Regions from separate parts of the Mus musculus genome. Here all the other regions are linked to region 3. Evidence: chromatin contacts called from public promoter capture Hi-C data. All regions are on one chromosome and are shown on one strand. Each heading gives the region's core, a stretch centred on a gene start, on an enhancer-like site or on the middle of the called end of the contact. The rest is flanking DNA. Distances are from core to core; before and after follow the strand shown. Region 1 holds the start of Stfa3 (stefin A3). Region 2 holds the start of Cd86 (CD86 antigen). Region 3 holds the start of Hcls1 (hematopoietic cell specific Lyn substrate 1).

Region 1 (3,031 bases), core at 308-2,807, 480 kb after region 3:
CTGCTCGGGGTCAAAACCTACAGGAAATGGCAGGGGACGTTTTGAACAAGGTTTCTAGGTTTTATGTCTGTCTGCAAGGGACGGGTTCTATGATCCACCTTGGGGAAGATTATTTTCTTCTTGGTCATACAAGGGATTAACCCAGTGCCATGAGCAAGCTTGGCAAAGAGCTCCACCACTGAGCTACATCCCCAGTGTGTCATTTTCTGAGTCTGAACGTGAGCAAGGAAAATTACAACAACAAGCCATTTCAAGTTGGCAGATGTTAGCACTAGACACAGAGGCACATGCTTATAATCCCAGAATTTGAGAGACAGATTCACAAGTTCAAGATCAAGATGGACTACAAGAGGAGTTCAAGGAAAGCCTGAGTGTGCTACATAATGGCACAGTTCTGTCTTCAATGAAATCAATTATTAGAACTCTGGTTGACCATTGTGTTTGTTAATCCTGCCCACTTGAGAGAATTTGGTTAGAAAGACCTTGGATACGAACCTCTGTACCTCACTGAAAAGTGCCCAACAGCGACCTCTCAACCCAACTCCCCTTTCATTTTTTCTACAAGGCTGTATTTCTTTTCTGTAAGTCAAACCCCACAGAAATGTACAAAACTGATACAGGCTAAGTCGGTTGATGCACAGCATTAAAAGAAGCCTAAGATTCTGATGTTATATAAAGATTGCCAGACACTCTGGGTTCTGTACATCTAAAGAAAGGTGATTTAACAGGTTTTGTTTTGTTTTGTTTTGTTTTTATAGACAAAATCTCAGGCTCCTAATAAAAGGGATTTTAGCTGTTTTTAGATATGTGTATTTCATATTTACCTTGATTTCTAGGATTGTTTCAAATACAGGATAACACAATAAAATAAATGCTTATGTCTCTGTCACTCAGAACTGAGCATGTCTACCCCCTTTCTCTGTGGTGGAATCACCCCAGTGGGCAGGGATGGGTGAGCAGCAAGCCTCTGTCCCTCTGCTGTGCCTCGTTCCCTGTTATCCCTAGCACTTCCCCCTTGACACCCAGCAATTCTTCTAATGAGAAGCTTTACCTCTTACATGGGTGAGATATTACCTGACAAGTTACCTACTGACTGTAAACCCATTACTTAGGAAACAGAGGCAGAAGCATCAGACATTCAAGGCCATGCCGATAATCTCAGTGCTCTGAAGGAGGAGGCAGAAGAGGCAGAAGATCCTAAGCAAACAGCCTGACATTATTGACTAATCTCTTTAAAGAACTCTTCAAGCATTAACATGTTTAGAAACTCTGGTTGTGCATGGCCTTCCTCATATGACACAACATGATGATATTATTGGCACAGAGCGTGCAGGAAGGAGCCATGCTCACCACACCCGAGTCCTGGGCACACACTCCTTTTCATTTCCTTCAACTCATTTTCTCCCAACCCCACTCAGCATTTCCTCTCAGGGGTGCAGTAAGATTTGCCTGAGGCCACACTCATTTTCCCTGTCCCTCAGATATTGCAGAGATAAGACATTAGAGGAGGAGCTTACAGATAACCTTTAAAACCCCGAGTCTCAGTGCTTGTAGGATCATTTCTTCTCAGCACCCTGCCCATCAATGAGTCAAGAAAACTTAAAAATAAAGGGAGGCCTGTCAGAGGCCAGACCTGCCACACCAGAAATCCAGATGATTGCTGACAAGGTGAGTCAATGCATTTCAGAAAAAACTTGATCCCAAAACAAACTTTCATCATTTGATTCATAATTTGGCATGGCATTAAGAGTGTGGGAAAACACAGAAACCGAACTATACAGGTTTGGTTCAGCCCTTTATACAACTGGAAGTGAAACATTAGGCCTTCAGAAAAATTTTAAGACTCCAAGAGTAAAATGGGCCAAGCCACACTCTTTGCTGCAGCCTCAGTTTCCCCAGTAGCTGAAGGTGGATTCATGTTGGATGGTCTCTGTGCCTCACATGTCTGATCCCAGGAGCTCTAATGACTGATGGAATATCCCAGTCACTCTTGTTGAAGCTGATATATGGAGGCTCCTAAGGTTGTTAAGGATCCCTGAAGTGATTCCAGGATGCTACACCCACCAAACCATCACAGTCAAATAGAACTCAATGTTTCTAGCAGGTTAATACATGTTGCTTAACTATCATCTATATAAAAAGGTGGATCGTGTTGCCTGTTTTACAAAGGAGAATTATGAAGGTAGGTTTGCAATCTGTCACTTTATTTTCTTACATCATGTTGTTATTGTCTCTGAAACTGAAACATCATGGAGGACCAGATCAGTGTGGTTTGTTATTTGCTCATGTGTCTGTGTGTTTGTTTGACACTTGGTCTTGCTAGATGGTCTAGTGTGCAGGTAACTCAGGCTAGCCTCAAACTCAAGGCATTCCTGCTGCCTCGACTTCTCAAGTGCTGAGATTACAGGCATGTGCTGCCTTGCTAGGCATCATCAGATTTTATGTGAGTAGAACATATGGGAGCCTTCATGCTTAGGGCACTGAACATTCTACAGGGGGTCACAGGCTAAAATTCAGTGACCAAATAATTAAGTCTAAATAGTTCTCACACATAGGATTATTTCAATAAATATCGTGGAGCATTTTATTTTTGAGGAATATTAAATCTTTAAATCTTCATTAGAATCCTTACATCAAGTTGGTGTCCTTAACCTTAAATGTGCACATGAGTCACTCTAGATTAAATGCAGATCTCACTGAAGAGGGCTAGACAGGCCTGCGTGTCCATATTTCTTCCAAGGTCTCTGGGAGAGTGAGCACTCCTACCTATGATTTCCCTTTCCTGTAGGACCTGATATAAAAATTGGAAGTGATGGAGCCTTAAAGTAGGATACCAACGGAAAGCCTTCCATTCCACCTGTAAGAAGAAAGAGCTAAAAGGACTAAAATAACTTCCATAAAAATTATTTAAAAAACAAATATACACTGATGAGTCATAGTTGGAATTTATGCCGACTGAAATAAAGTGCCCCCTGAGATGTTCCAGGAACCAGCACTGTAGGAGGATAGACAGGGAAATAGAATTATTTGA
Region 2 (3,434 bases), core at 500-2,999, 270 kb after region 3:
GCGAAGAATTCCCAGAACTTATGAGGGTGACCTGAGCAAGGATTCTCAGGAATGGAGGATACGGAACCTGAACCAGCCATCTTCTGTAACCAGGCAAAATTTCCAATGGTGAGACTGGGACACCAACAGAGTCACAGAGCTGTCTATAAACAAACTGCCCTGCCTGCAAGATGTGCTGGGGGCAGGGGGGGGGGCAGTGAAGGCTCAGAGCCTGTGAAAGTGGCCAACCAATGACTGGTCTAACTTGAGGCCCAAGCTAGGAGAGGGATCCCATGCCTGGATGGCTGGAAGCTGGAAGCTGGAAGCCGGAAGCTAGATAGCGGCAGAGCCCTAGGATAGAGCCAAACATGACTGACAACAACAAAACAAGTCAACGAAATGATTCCTAATGATTATCGGCTATACTCATAGATTGGTGCCAAGTCCAATCACTGTGAGACATTTCCTCCAGCAGCTGATGGGAGTAGATGCAGAGGCCCACCCCCAAACGTTAGGCAAGAGCTTGGGGAACCCCTTAGAAGAGGGCGATTTTAGAAGCTAGAGGAGTCAAGGATACCAGGAGGACATAGCCCACAGCATCTACTAAACAGGGCTCATGGGGGCTCACAGAGACGTGAAGCAGCAATTCTGGAGCCTGTCTGGGTCTGTGCTAGGTGCTCTACATAAATGCTGTGCTTGTTTAGCTGGGGGTTTTTGTGGGACTCCATAGAGTGGAAGTGCACTTGTCTCTGACTCTTGTCTACTCACGGTACTTTTCCCCTTCTACTGGGTTGTCTTGTCTAGCCTCGAGATGAGGATTTGTGCCTGGTCTTATTGTGTTTTGGTATGCTATGTTCGGTTTAAATCTTGAGATTAAAAAAAACCAAAAAACAAGAAACCAATGCAGTGCCTTGAGTTCGGGCAGGATGTTCAAAAGAAACTAAGACGCCCAAGACAAGCAATGTTGTGAAATCAATAGGTGTACAGGAAAAGGGGGGAAAAAGGCAGAAACCACATATGATGGTTTCCTCGTCTGAATGAAAAGAGATGGCGTTTCGATACTGCCGGTGTTCTGGTGTTCTCCCTTATGTCTGCTGGAGGACACTGCAGGGATGTTATAGACTTCTCCTCAGCAGGGTGGAGCAGCTCTGATGGAGGGGCTCCAGCACTGCCTTGTAGAAGCCTCTTTATTGCTGTACGAGTCACTTTTAGCAAGTCAATTTCCGCATACCTAAACCCCTTATCTGATATAGTTGTCTGAAGGCAACAGTCACCTAAGCACTTCTCAGCCCTATAAGGCTTCCCATTTCGCCAGGTTATGTCTAAGGACTATGGTAGCTCTATCAAGTGGACAAAGTTGGTCAGTTGATTTCACAACATTGCTTGTCTTGGGCTTCTTGGTTTCTTTTGAACATCTTGTTGGAACTCAAGGCACTGAATGTTTTGATTTGTTTTGTTTTTACAGTTGAATTTTTAAAAATTGGTTATTTTCTTTATTTACATTTCAAATGTTATCCCCTGTCCCACCCCCCCTCCCCAAAGAAACTCCCTATCCCATCCCCCTCCCCCTGCTTCTATGCGGGTGTTCCTCCACCTACCCACCCACTCCTGCCTGCCCCCTGAATTGTTTAAAAAACAAACAAAACCCTCAAGACTGAAACCGAACTCGAATAATCTACAAAGCAAAGAAAGGGTTAAAGATATCTTCCTCAAGTCTAAGAAAAGAGGAACAACCCTTAAGAAAAAGTCAACCACCAGGGTACACAGTCATTGCTGAGGAAGAAAGAGGAGCAAGCAGACGCGTAAGAGTGGCTCCTGTAGGCAGCACGGACTTGAACAACCAGACTCCTGTAGACGTGTTCCAGAACTTACGGAAGCACCCACGATGGACCCCAGATGGTAAGTGGTCGCTTCTACTATTTGCAGTATGACTTGTGAATTATGACCTCAGCGGGAGGCTGAGACTGGAGACCACACTCTCATTTCTGTCCTTCGAGCCAGCCGCCCTAGACAGCTCTCGTGTGCAATGTGTCTATTTAATGACCCAAAGTGAGAGCGCAGAAGGGAAGGTGCTATTTATGTGAAAATGGTAACTGGCTCCCACATCAGGAAGCTCTCTCTCTCTCTCTCTCTCTCTCTCTCTCCCTCTCTCCCTCTCTCCCTCTCTCCCTCTCTCCCTCTCTCCCTCTCTCCCTCCCTCCCTTCCTTTCTTCCTTTCCCTTTTTTTTCCTACAATGACTTTTTTTTTCCTTCATGGGGGTAAGACTTATCTGAGGTACCAAAAGAAAGCAGCTGATAGTTTCCCCCCCCAAAGGTGATTGATTTGTGTTTCAGATATTAAATATCTACAGTCGTTGATTTTTAAGTCTGGATTGGGTTTTTAAATATCTGTATAAGTATGAGAAAAGAGAGGTGGCACTTTTTTTTTAAAGTTTGATATAAAAGTGAAGAAGTCAAATAGAGAAGGCAAAAGAAGAAAGGTCAAAGAAAATGCAGAGAAAAGGCACAGACAGCTCTTTCAATGCACAAGTTCCACATCCATGGACTCAGCGGGCCACCTGTGAGCAACTTCCCATTTAAGATAGAAATGCAGCTCGCCTATAGCTGTGCCTATACTGAACAGGCACAGGGCTCTTGTTGTTATTCATTTACATTGTATATGTAATTATGTATGCATTGTATGTAATCTAGGGATAATTTAAAGTACATGCAAATTATGACCTCACTTTATACTGGGAACGTGAGTACCCAAGATTTTGGAATTTGTTCAGATTCTGAGGGGTGACTGTATTCAAGAAAACAACAGCAACAATAACAACAAACTAAGACACAAATAGGCAATGGGAGTAACTCAGTTACCCAGTGTCTGTGGGATGCCTGGCATGTTGTGCACTTCGCTAATATTATTTCATTAATGTCACACTTCACAGTGGTATCCGGACAGGCAGTATCATTGTATTAATTAATAGCTGAGCAAGGCTCCCAGGCTCCTGAGGATGGAAGTGAAATCCTTTTTGTCCTCTTTGCTGTGGCAGGTTCTCAGGGCACAGGATTCCTAGAAGCAGCTATGCCTGCCCTTCTTTTGCTTGGGCGGCTGGAGGCATGGTCGGTTCGAGGCACAGTTGTTTTTCTGCCCTTTGTTATTTATTCCTGCACTTTGGGATTCTCTCTTCTACCCAGTGCCAACTGGTTTCAGAAGCCCCTTTGTTGCTTTTATTTCAAAAGTTTACAGATTAATTTCCAAGTTAAAACAATTTCTTTCCTCTCGAGCATAATTTTAAATTTTCATATAAATAAATGTATATGAAAAAGTGTCATACCTTAGAGTTTCCACGGAGCTGTAGAAGCCATAGTGCTGAATTGTGCTGGCGCTGCTTTGGGTCACAGGCCGCTGTCTAGATGGTGCTTGTTTAAGATATTCTTTGTTTTGATGCCCCAAGCCAGTAACAAGCAAT
Region 3 (3,247 bases), core at 677-3,176:
CATTGAAAATGCTCCCTGTCTGTGGAAGACTGCCCCACATTTACTGTAGGACTGACTGGTCACTCACAGCACAGCTGTAGGTCACCAGTGGGACAGACTAGTTGAACTACTCACACTAGCTGAAAGAAGAAAATACCATGGCTTTATTTTTATTATGTAAATGTTCAACTATATCTAAAGACATAAGCATTTACATGTAAAATGTAGCACTCCCTCTTTTTGAAACACTATGTGAGAATTAACAACTAAGTAAACATTACAAAAGTCTTGGGAGAATGCTAGTTTGATTGGGTGTCAATCATTGTCCCACTGGACACTTGTGTTTTATTGAGCCTTGCCAGAAGGGTGTGAGGAAGAACTGTCCGGTCACACTGTGGGTTTTTGAGGAGAGGTAACAAGGGACAACACCCATCTGGTCTGGTAGCTTTTTGGGACTTCCTGGCTCAAAGACTCTGCCTATCCTTCTTTGTCGGGTGCCACCACCACCGAAGAGCTTCCTGGTACTCATTGCTCTCCCAAAGGAGACACCTTTACCCACTCATCCCCAAGGCTCTGCTTATCTAGGCCCCAAGTCTCCACTTTCTATCCCCATCTGGAAGCCTCCATCATTGCCCACATTTTATAATAACCTCTAGAAGATTAGCCCCGAAGACATCTGAGGAAGATAGGTTAAATAAAGATGTGGGAAGGAGTGGTGAGTTACCGTGGCCAGAGTCACTGTGAGCTATTAAGAACATCTGTGCCTCCCCCAGTTGGTATTAGCTACTAACAGGGGGTAAGACACATAAAGAGAACCTATGACCCACAGCTTAAGGCCTCACTTTGACATGTCCTGGCTCTCAGGCTACTCTACCACAGAAGGAAACTGGAAAGGAGAAGTCAAATACATTTATGAGCAATGAGGAAGCAGTGAGGTCCGATGGTCTCATCTTGCCTGATTCTCCAGGTCTCAGTTCATCTCTCCCATCAGCCCCTCATGCTCATGTTTAAGAGCAAAATAACTTACTATTCTTGTACTGTCGATTACTAATCAGGAAAGCTGCTAACTTAAAGTAGGAGGCTGGAGACAGGCAATGAATGCTGGGCATATCCAATACCTGATGACAGGACTGACTTATGGCATCCATAGGTGAGAGATCCATGGACACTGCAGTAATATGACAGCCCCTGTGAGACCCCTGTCTGTCACATGACACAGAGTCTATACTACTTAGTCAGAGACTAGACTAAGCCATCCATCAATATTAACTTCCTTGGGCAAGTCACTGATTGTTGTGATATTGTTTCCCAATGTTAAATAATTAAGGGGTTAACACAGTAGATCCAAAGCTCCCTCTGTAACACTCTGGGATCCCCACAGACATACAAAGTTACACCAGCTGAAGTCATGTTTGCATTTGACTCCTAAAAGCACTTGGCTCAGCACCAGTGTTCATTGGTGGTTAAATCCTGTCCCCTTACATTTCCCATGGGCATTTGTGTCCCTGTGAGGCCATACAAAGGCACACTTTGTCCTCATCTTCCGTGGGTCGCCTTCAGGTTAGCACACTGGGGCAGCCACCCTTTAGAATGGGCTGTGTAGATCATCAAGGGCATACTAGGGCCCAGGGTCCTAGATATGTGCTCAATCATGCTCCCCGAGTGCAGGCCATTTCCTTGTTCCCATCCTCAGATGTTCATTGTCAACCACTGCACACAGTCCTTAGGGCCATCAAGAGTTCAGCATCTATTAGTAAAGACCTCCCTTAACAAGGACTAAGTGCTATGTAGACTTCTTTTCCATACTTCCCTGTGCTCCCAACCCCTCACAAAACCCCCAGCTCAGAGCACCCACCTTTACTGGTTCCTGGTTACGGCTTTTCACATCTACACCAGGCGCCCCCTCCAGCGGCTGCCACTTCAGGGTAAGTAACAGAGCAGCTGCTCCAGTTCCGTTTTCAGGTTTTCTGTCATTTCCTGCCACACTGTCCTCACAGCTACTTCCTGAAGTTTGAGTCAGTTCCTTATACTTTGAGTACTTAGAAGGGTTAAGTGTTTCTGTGTCTAGTATTTTGCAAAGTTTTTCAGGTCACGGGAAAGTTATAAAAATGACCGTGGAGACACATCCCTTATCAGTTAAGACACAATAAGAATGCTGCAGGACTGCTCTGTGTCCTACGAAGGACAGTTGCATCTAAGTAAAAGAATTCAGAACAAGGCAGGTGTGGTAGTGAACTTCTGTGATCCCAGCACTTAGGGGTACCCTGGGCTACAACATTGTTGTAGAAGCCTGGTCTGAGGAAGGAAAAATGTGTGTGTGTGTAGTCTGCAGCAATCAAAAAAAAAAAAAAAAGGCTTAGTGGAAAAATGATCTGTATGTTAATTTTGAAGGGAAGTCTTAAAAACAATTTCTCCTCCTTGCTTTCTGCAGTACCTGAGACTCACACATAACTCACGAGGAAGGGAGAAGGCAGAACGTGGAGGGAGAAAACTCCCTAGCTTGATGGGAGGCTGTGTGGAGTCTGAGCTCACTTACAGAGTTCTGACTACTGGCCTTCTCTAAGCTGGTGAATTGAACTCTGACATACTCTACACTGTCAACATCTGCAGCCCTCCCCTTCTAGCTTCAAGTCAAGACATGCTCAGGTGACTTGTTGAGCCAATGAAATAGACCCTTTCTGATGTGAAGGCCACTGAGAACTTTGCTATGCTTTTACTGGCTGCCTTTCAAATAACCACCTCCCTGCTTCCACCCTCCATTCCTCACCCACCCCCGTCCCAAGCATGGCTCCTCTGGCAGCCTGGAGCACTGACAGGCAATAAAGATAATGAAAATAAAGTTCCAAGGATCTCTGGTTGAAAAATAATCCTACTAAGAACTTGCTTTTGCATCTGAGCCTGGCTCTCCTTATCCCAGTCATCTGTGGACTCTGACTTGCCTGGCTTACAGAGAATGAACCCACAAGGGTCCCAGGTTGGTGAAACTAGACAGAAGGGAACATTCTGTACCAACAGAAAGCATCTAAAGTCACTTCCCAGGGGATTGATTCTAGACTTGGAGCACTTTATTTGTTCTAATAAGGCTATTTATAGTTGAGGAATATGTAGAAAGGGGTAGCCTTAAATTAGGGCTAGACATTGTACCTCACCACACAGCAATGCACAGAACCATAGAACTTCAGCGATGACACCAAGGAAACCCACTTCCCCCTCACAAACACCCCATGTTCATCCCTGAGCAGAACAGTGCTGACATACAGTGAGCGTT

The links. Promoter capture Hi-C pulls out the DNA fragments that hold promoters and counts their contacts. Capture Hi-C pulls out chosen DNA fragments and counts their contacts.
Region 1: a contact with region 3 is called in a promoter capture Hi-C map of adipose tissue. The contact joins the promoter of Stfa3 here to the promoter of Hcls1 in region 3. A contact is called at or near these places in 4 of 39 promoter capture datasets (the 3T3-L1 cell line, embryonic stem cells, hippocampal neurons and 1 more), 3 of 115 datasets of contacts at active chromatin or transcription factors (bone marrow-derived dendritic cells, bone marrow-derived macrophages and double positive thymocytes) and 1 of 9 other capture datasets (adipose tissue).
Region 2: a contact with region 3 is called in a promoter capture Hi-C map of macrophages, with 6 read pairs. The contact joins the promoter of Cd86 here to the promoter of Hcls1 in region 3. A contact is called at or near these places in 1 of 39 promoter capture datasets (macrophages) and 2 of 115 datasets of contacts at active chromatin or transcription factors (effector CD8 T cells and memory CD8 T cells).

Annotation. Positions count from the first base shown.
Region 1 is chr16:36,453,918-36,456,948 of GRCm38.p6, reverse strand. Stfa3 (stefin A3) reads left to right here and starts at 1,557. Exons shown (of 3, transcript NM_025288.2): 1 at 1,557-1,668. The coding sequence starts at 1,585.
Region 2 is chr16:36,664,392-36,667,825 of GRCm38.p6, reverse strand. It overlaps Cd86 (CD86 antigen), which reads left to right and starts at 1,749. Exons shown (of 8, transcript NM_019388.3): 1 at 1,749-1,878. The coding sequence starts at 1,865.
Region 3 is chr16:36,933,662-36,936,908 of GRCm38.p6, reverse strand. Hcls1 (hematopoietic cell specific Lyn substrate 1) reads right to left here and starts at 1,926. Exons shown (of 14, transcript NM_008225.2): 1 at 1,835-1,926.